Regions from separate parts of the Mus musculus genome. Here region 2 is linked to region 1. Evidence: chromatin contacts called from public promoter capture Hi-C data. All regions are on one chromosome and are shown on one strand. Each heading gives the region's core, a stretch centred on a gene start, on an enhancer-like site or on the middle of the called end of the contact. The rest is flanking DNA. Distances are from core to core; before and after follow the strand shown. Region 1 holds the start of Rnf25 (ring finger protein 25). Region 2 holds the start of Stk16 (serine/threonine kinase 16).

Region 1 (3,697 bases), core at 734-3,233:
CATGACACTGAAAGAACAGTCACGCACTCTGTGGTTGGGAAATGCCTGGGGTCCTTGGGCTTGGAGAGAGGCAACCCAAGCCCAATACCGTCAAAACATACCTCTTTGTCAGTCTCAAAGCTGTCGAGCATATGCACAATGTTGGGATGCCACAGACCCCGCATGATTTCAATCTCTCGTTGCAGATTCCTCAGCTCTTTCTCTGAGCGCCCCAGTTTGGGGATGAACTTCAAGGCCACCACCTGCCAGTGGTAAAGTGAAGAGTCAAGGCCTAACTACACCATCAAGAAGTGCAAAGAAACTCTCATACTGGCTGAGCTGCCAGAGACACTCTCCATTCTGTCAGGCTGCCTCTAAGCAGCGCTGTAAGTGTGAGGTGTCCGGCTTGCATGGGCTATCACACATGCTGGGGCGGGCTTTGGTGTTACAGCTGTCTGTGAGTCATTTCTGATCCTGTAAGTAAACCGTCACTTATACTTGTTTAAGAAACCCCAATAAAACTCACTGGTGTGCTCTCTCTCTCTCTCTCTCTCTCTGTGCAAATATTTCAAGCTTTATCTTAGAGCTCCACAACTCAAGACTTATACTTCTTGATCAACTCTTAGTATAAATGTGAACACATACTTACCCCCCACCTCAACCCCCCCCCCCCCCCGGGTACTATGGATGTACTCTGGCTTTGTCAGCCCATCACTAAAGGGAAACAGTTACTGGCAAATAGATTCCTTTGATGGGACTCTGGGAGAGGTTTTCTGACCTAAGCAAAGGACTCAGCGTGAGATTTGGGGAAAGGAGAAGGAAAAGGTAAAGATGGAAGACCAGATTTCAAGGTGTTATCTTTTCTTAGGTAATACAAAGAACAGTGATCATTTTTGTCATTCAGTAGGTGTCAGGCATTGTATTAAGTGATTAAGTGTGAAACACATTTGATCCTCAGACCCTATCAATATTCCTCCATTGTACTGTTTGGGAAATGGAAGCATGGGATGTTAGGTAGTTTGTTCCTAGTTCTAAGGCTGGGATCTGATTCCAAGAAGTCAAATTTCTGGGCCTGTATACCCTAGGAAGTATGCTGGTGTCAGGGTCTAGAAATAAACACCGTGCAGCCCTTCTGTCCCACGTTTTTACTGGACACGTGGGTCACCAAATCCCATTTAAAAGATATCCTTGTCTACTACCTGAGCACTGTATTTTTTTCGGCCCTTATACACTCTCCCAAAAGAGCCTTCTCCAATCATCTCCAAAACGTGGTACTTTTCCATGGCAAGGGTTTCGGGGTCTCTCAGAAGGTAGAAAGAAGACGGTGACAAAGAGCTATAGATCCAGGGGTAGTTCCACACATCTGGGAGGCCTGGCTCATAACATGGGAGAAAGATACACGTTATCAACCTTGCTTTGTTCTATTTTTCACAATAACCAAGGCCTCAAAATCATGACCAGGGTGGAAAGATGATCAGGTCTTAGTGTCTCCAGCCCCACCCCCACCTCCCCACCCAGGTTAGGTGCCCATAGCACACCGGTGTTCCCTTTCCCCTCTCCACCAGCGATGCTCACACGCTCCTTCTATACTCTCCCAGGTTCCTGACACCCTCAGCTTGCCCAGCACCGCCACTCTGGCCCCGAGCAGAGGTCCCCTAACTTGCTCCCAGTCTAGACGCTCCAAGCTCCCCAGGCTGAGTTCAGGCTAGTTGCTCGGGGCCTCCCAGCTGCCTGCGTTACTTTTCTCCATTCCTCATTGATGCTCTCGTTAGTTTCCCCACTCTTACCAGTTTTACTCCCTGGAACTGATTAGAAGTTTAAAGGACAAAGCTCTCAGAGGTGTGTGACAGATGCGAACCGCCCATTGGCACTTTGTAGGGCACTTCTGTCGCTTGGCTAGCAGGCCCCACAAAGGATCTAGAGTCTTCAGTTGCCTAGAAACGGCGTCAGCTTTCTTTTACTCCGCCCCGCCCTAGTTTTCCGCCTCTAACTTCCCAAAAGGTGTTTCCGGTTCCGGCCAAGAGCCGGAGAAGACATGGCGGCGTCTGCGTCGACAGCTGCTGGGGAAGAGGACTGGTAACTTTGGGTCATAGGTTTTGGCTGGCTGCCTGGATCTGGTGCCGGGAACTAGCAACAGCTTCGGACCGTCCGAACCACGGGCATAAAGGGTGGATCAAGGGGCGAGGGATAGAAGAGACATCCTTTCGTAGGCGAGCTACTGGACCGGGAACGGAGGGAGGAGGGACGCTGATCTGAGAAGGGACTGGGTCTACGGCGGCCTTGCCAGCTGGGCCCACGCCTTATCGACCCCATTGCTCCCTACTACGGGCCTACCCCTCCCCACTTCTCCCTGATGTGATTTTTCTGGGCCCTGGAGGATGGCTTCTCATCACACCTCCCGCCTCTCGGAACGGACGCCCTCCTCGTGCCCCTAGGATCCTGCCCCTTGGACCAGTCCATTTCTGCCTACGCGTTCCTCAATCTTCCCATATTCCTGATAGCACTAATAACTATTGTCAGAAAAGCCTTACTCCCCTCATAAGCTCTCCTATTCTCTCGAGCATTCTTAATAAGAAACCAAAAGCCTTTAAAGACTTTGGGTTTTGGACATAAGATAAAAATGTGCTCACTCCATATTTAATTAGCTTGATGTGATGCTGACCAAACCAGCTAGCTCCTGCGAGTCAGTGTCAGCTATTAAAAAAAAAAAAAAGTGGGTGTGGCATTACCTCATAGAGTAGTTGGGAAGATGGATCACCATGGATTCGTAATATCCATAGGCCTGCTTTTCATTAATTGCTGAAGTATAAAACCTCAAGAGACCAAAGGACATCTGTCTGAGTTAAGGCCTTATACTGTTAGTATTAGGACAGCCTATTTCGGACCCCCATCCCCACCCCACCCCCACCTCCACCTGTAACCTATGACCTTATTTACATTTAGGTCTGTATCTTACATCCAAGGCTCAGGTGACCTAAGGTGGGCAAAGTACTGAAGGAAGTCTTAACTGAGACTGCACCTCTGTGTTCCGTTGGTTTAGGGAGCCCAGCCAGACTAGTGCTTTTCACTGTTGTGAGTGACTTCTAAGATTATGAAGGGACACCTGAGCCATGACAGAGTAGCAGTGGCTGCATTGGTCTATAGCAGCCAGAATGTCTTTTAGTAGTAGTAGTAGTAGTAGTAGTAGTAGTAGTAGTAGTAGTAGTAGTAGTAAAATAAGCTTTAAGAAGAATGCTAATAATAACCATCACTATAGAAATGATACTGGGGTGTGCTTCCTCTAGATGGAGAGGAAATGTATAAGAAAGTGGATACAGGTTTCATATCACCTGGGTAGGGCTGTGGACAATCACTCTTCTTGGATGTCATTACAGCTGTTTTTTCTATGTTTAAATGTGAACCCTCTGATTTATATCGGGGCCATGAACTCTGATCAGGGCTAACTAGGCATCCAGGGTTATGTGCACACTCAGTCCTCAGACTGCCCTTCTCGGTTTCCTTTTAAAGGGAGGGGGTAGATCACCTAGACTAGATACTGTGTCTCAGACATTTGTGCACTTTATATAAACAAATCATTTATCTCTTACAGTAGCCCTAGTGAGTATGCTCTATTATCACTAGGTGGTAGACAGTGTAACTCAGGTTTCTAAATATAAGTAACCTGACCACATAGCTTGGTAAGTAGTTTCTGCTCTACTATTAGCTACAAGGCTTATGA
Region 2 (3,697 bases), core at 502-3,001, 610 kb before region 1:
TGCTGAGACATTTTTCAAGCCTCTACTTCCCAGGACTCTATTTTGTATCTGTCTGCCCACCCTTTTACCATAGCCACTCTTCCTGATCCTTTGGGGGCTTTGTGTGATGTCAAGTTCACAGGGGACCCTATAGTCCTCTGAGCCCCAACTTAAGAATGGCCAAAACTAGCCAGGCAGTGGTGGCGCATGCCTTTAATCCCAGCACTTGGGAGGCAGAAGCAGGCGGATTTCTGAGTTCGAGGCCAGCCTGGTCTACAGAGTGAGTTCCAGGACAGCTAGGGCTATACAGAGAAACCCTGTCTCAAATAAACAAACAAACAAACAAAAGGCCAAACCAGGGCATGTGCTCCTAGAATGTTTATGTTTGCCTGCCCAGAGCCTCTGGTGGGGTTGCACAATGTTACAATCCCCTCTGTAAGTACAGGCTTCTCTGACCTTGAAGAAGGGCAGCAGCAGCCAGGCTTCATGCTTAGCACCTCGTTCTTTCAGAGAGTAAGCCATGAGGCGAAGGATGTTGGGATGCTGGAAGAGGCGATGCATCTCTGCCTCTCGTTGGGCTTCTTCCTGGTCTTGCTGCTCATGGCACAGGATCCGCTTCAGGGCGTAGAAGTGTCCATCATGCAAGCCCTCCACTAGGTCCACATAGCTGAATCCACTGTGGGCCAAAGGGGTCACAGTGAAGGACCATGGTCATCTCTCACATAGCTCGGACCCAGAGGAATTCCCTTAGGGAGGAGTGCCTCTTACACAGAGTGGAAACACTCCCAAGATGTAGCTCTCATATAGTTTCAAGACATTAGGATCTGCGTTTCCCGAGAGCAGGGGCACAGAAATCACTGAGGTTTTGGTCTGAGCATAATGTGTTCAATTAATTTCAAGTCCTCATGAGTCAGGCACTGGGTGACATGCTTTAAAGAATATACTATCTCACTGAGTTTCCACAAGTCCCTCAGCGAGACATTATAATCATCTCCTTTTAAGCAGAAGAAACCACAGTTGACTTAAGGTCACACAAGGTAGATCCAGGAGGCCAGAGTCTAGAATCCACTTCTTGACCCGTTCAGCTAACCGGTCAGGTGGGGTAGACTCTAAGGCTAACACTCTTGCAACTCTATCACTGTCTCTAAACGACCTGGGTCTAGCTAAGTGACGTCCAAACACTCACCCTTCCCCCAATTTCTGGACGAAGAGGTAACGCTTATTGTCAATGATGACAGTTCCCCGGGAGCAGACACACAGTGCGTGGCCCATAACGTCTCAGTCATCCTCTTCAGGGATGGTCTTCCTTCCAGGGAGAGTGGGCTCTTCCAGGCGATGCGGTGGGGTCCCGGCGGGTCATGCTGGAATGGAAACAGCAAGTCGCGGGTTCAAGAACAATCTAGACAGCCACGGAGGTACCAACCAGGAGAGCTCAGGCTCACCTCCAAGAACCCATATTCACGTCTAAAGAAAACTGGCCCTGGCGACTCCAGCGCTAAGAAGGCTGAGTTCTGGCACCCCAAAGCCTCAGGCCACGCTGCGTCTTACCAGGCCGCTTCTTTCAACCCCGGCCCACCTTCGGCCAGGTCCAGCTCTCGCACCCGTCAGGCATGGGGTGGCGGCGCAGGAGGTGCGGGGCTCGAGCCCACCTCTGGCCGAGTCCACCCTCCGTCGCTCGGGAACGAGCACAGGGTCTGCCACTACAAACTCCACACCGACCGGTCTCCGGCCTGTGCGAAGGGCCAGGGACCGGAAGCCCGGATGACATCATCAGTCCGCGTCGAAGTAACGGCCCGCTGTATCCTAGCAACAAGAGGCGGCAAGAGGATGTGGGGACCCGGAAGTGAGAGGCTGGGGCCCGGCTAGACCTGGGGTGTATTGGTTTCTCTATCTCGCCGAGGGTTCCCACTTGGCCCTCAGTAAGGGTCAAGACGCAGGGACTAGTACCAAAGGGGAGCAAAGCAGGGCTCTGCCCGAGGCCCCTAGGACCTCTGTCTCCCAATGTCAGAGGTAGGAGGTCTTATAGCTCCCGCGCGCTGGAGTTAGAAAGTGGCTTTCTACAATCTAGCTTGGAGGAGGGACCAGAGAAGGGCGGGTGCTGACCCTTAGATGCCAAGAGGTCTGACCCCTTAACACTCTCAGGGGTCTAGCCTGTACTCCACTGCCTTGGCTAGTGTCTGTGTCCTTAAACTAGAGTGCCCGTTTCTAAACCTGGTCCTAACAGTCTCCTAGCTGTGTGGCCTCCTGCAAGTTATTTAGTCTTTCAGATCCTCACTTTTCCCAGCTGTAAGACAGTACCTACGGCTAAGTGTCGTGAGTTATGAGGCCAAACTGACTAGTTCCAATCCCAGCTCTACTGAGCTAGTTGTGACTTTGGACAGCTACTTGTTATTTCTAACCTTCATTTTCCTCGTGTGTAAGATGAGAATGAGAGTTATTTCATGGGTTGTTTCAAAATTAAATGAGTTGTCTTTCGTACAACTTTGGAAACAGCCGTATATCAATGTGTGTCAATAAACAGAAATAATAGTATTTTCTACGGCTGTGAAGGCAGGAGAAGTGGAAAATTAGACTTCTAAGCCTATGAACTATGCAGTTTGTTTCACATCTCTTGCCTAGACAGGCAGAATATATTGGAAAGGGGTGTACCTCCAAAAAAGATAGTGACCAGGACAGGCTTCTTGTAACCCCTTTCCACAGCATGATCACTCTGAAGATTTTCTAGGTTTTTCCACTGTTTCTGAATCCGTTTTAACCTTACTGCTCCCGTGCATATAGATTTAACCTGATATGTGCCGGATCCTTTGCTAGTCATGAAGATTTAAGACACCCTGTCAGCCCTCCGAGAGTTCAGTTTAGAAGAGCAGGTTTGTTAAAGCACAGACTCTAATTCTAGAGGTCTGGGGTAGGACCCGAGATTCTGCGTTTCTAACAAGCTCCCAGGTGATGCTAATGGAACTGATTCGGGTTCAGCACTTCGAGAAGTAATATTTTACAAACTAGTGGACCGTGGATGGCTACAGGCAAAGTCCGGGTTAACGGCCTGAAAAGTTGAGGTGGTCTCCGCCCCTTTGCTTGATGTCGGATTCCCTCCCAGGAATCCAACACGTGACGGGTGGGAAAGCCCTCACCGAATAGAAGAACTTTGTAAGCTCAGAAGATGCCACCCGACCTGCCTTCCCTGCTGCTGCGGCTTGTGGTCCTACTGCTGCTGTCCCAGGTAAACCCAAAGGGTCGGACTGTCTGCCTGGGTGTGGGGAGAGGAAAACGGATCCCGCAGTGGAGAAATGGTTAACTACCGACAAGGCCAGTTTTAAAACTTGGCCGACACTGATCCTTACTCCGGACCTCTGCTGAGCCAGGCTTTCGCCCTTGCAGGCAGAAGCTCGCTCCTTCGTTGTGGATCGGGAACATGACAGATTCCTCCTGGATGGGGTCCCCTTCCGCTATGTTTCTGGCAGCCTGCACTACTTTCGAGTACCGCCGGTTCTGTGGGCCGACCGGCTTCTCAAGATGCAGTTGAGCGGCCTCAACGCTGTGCAGTTGTAAGAAGTGCTCGCGAGAGTTTTGTGGAAGCGAGGTTTCCTCTTCCTTAGAATGGGGTTCCCCAGGAAAACTGACTTGGGTTTGAAAGGGTTTAAGCTCCAGGACTCCTCAGGCAAGGGTGAGAAAGAATGGCTCAGAACCTCTTTCTAGCTGCTTCTCTGCAAGTTCTGAG

The links. Capture Hi-C pulls out chosen DNA fragments and counts their contacts.
Region 2: a promoter capture Hi-C map of adipose tissue shows a contact between it and region 1. The contact joins the promoter of Stk16 here to the promoter of Rnf25 in region 1. A contact is called at or near these places in 3 of 39 promoter capture datasets (the C10 cell line, the HPC-7 cell line and pre-B cells), 1 of 115 datasets of contacts at active chromatin or transcription factors (effector CD8 T cells) and 1 of 9 other capture datasets (adipose tissue).

Annotation. Positions count from the first base shown.
Region 1 is chr1:74,599,683-74,603,379 of GRCm38.p6, reverse strand. Rnf25 (ring finger protein 25) reads left to right here and starts at 1,983. Exons shown (of 10, transcript NM_021313.3): 1 at 1,983-2,055. The coding sequence starts at 2,015. Stk36 (serine/threonine kinase 36) reads right to left here and starts at 1,925. Exons shown (of 27, transcript NM_175031.3): 1 at 1,767-1,925; 2 at 1,179-1,351; 3 at 102-242. The coding sequence starts at 1,262.
Region 2 is chr1:75,208,883-75,212,579 of GRCm38.p6, reverse strand. Stk16 (serine/threonine kinase 16) reads right to left here and starts at 1,751. Exons shown (of 8, transcript NM_011494.5): 1 at 1,528-1,751; 2 at 1,166-1,340; 3 at 436-655. The coding sequence starts at 1,251. Glb1l (galactosidase, beta 1-like) reads left to right here and starts at 1,825. Exons shown (of 17, transcript NM_029010.2): 1 at 1,825-1,989; 2 at 3,077-3,199; 3 at 3,358-3,524. The coding sequence starts at 3,140.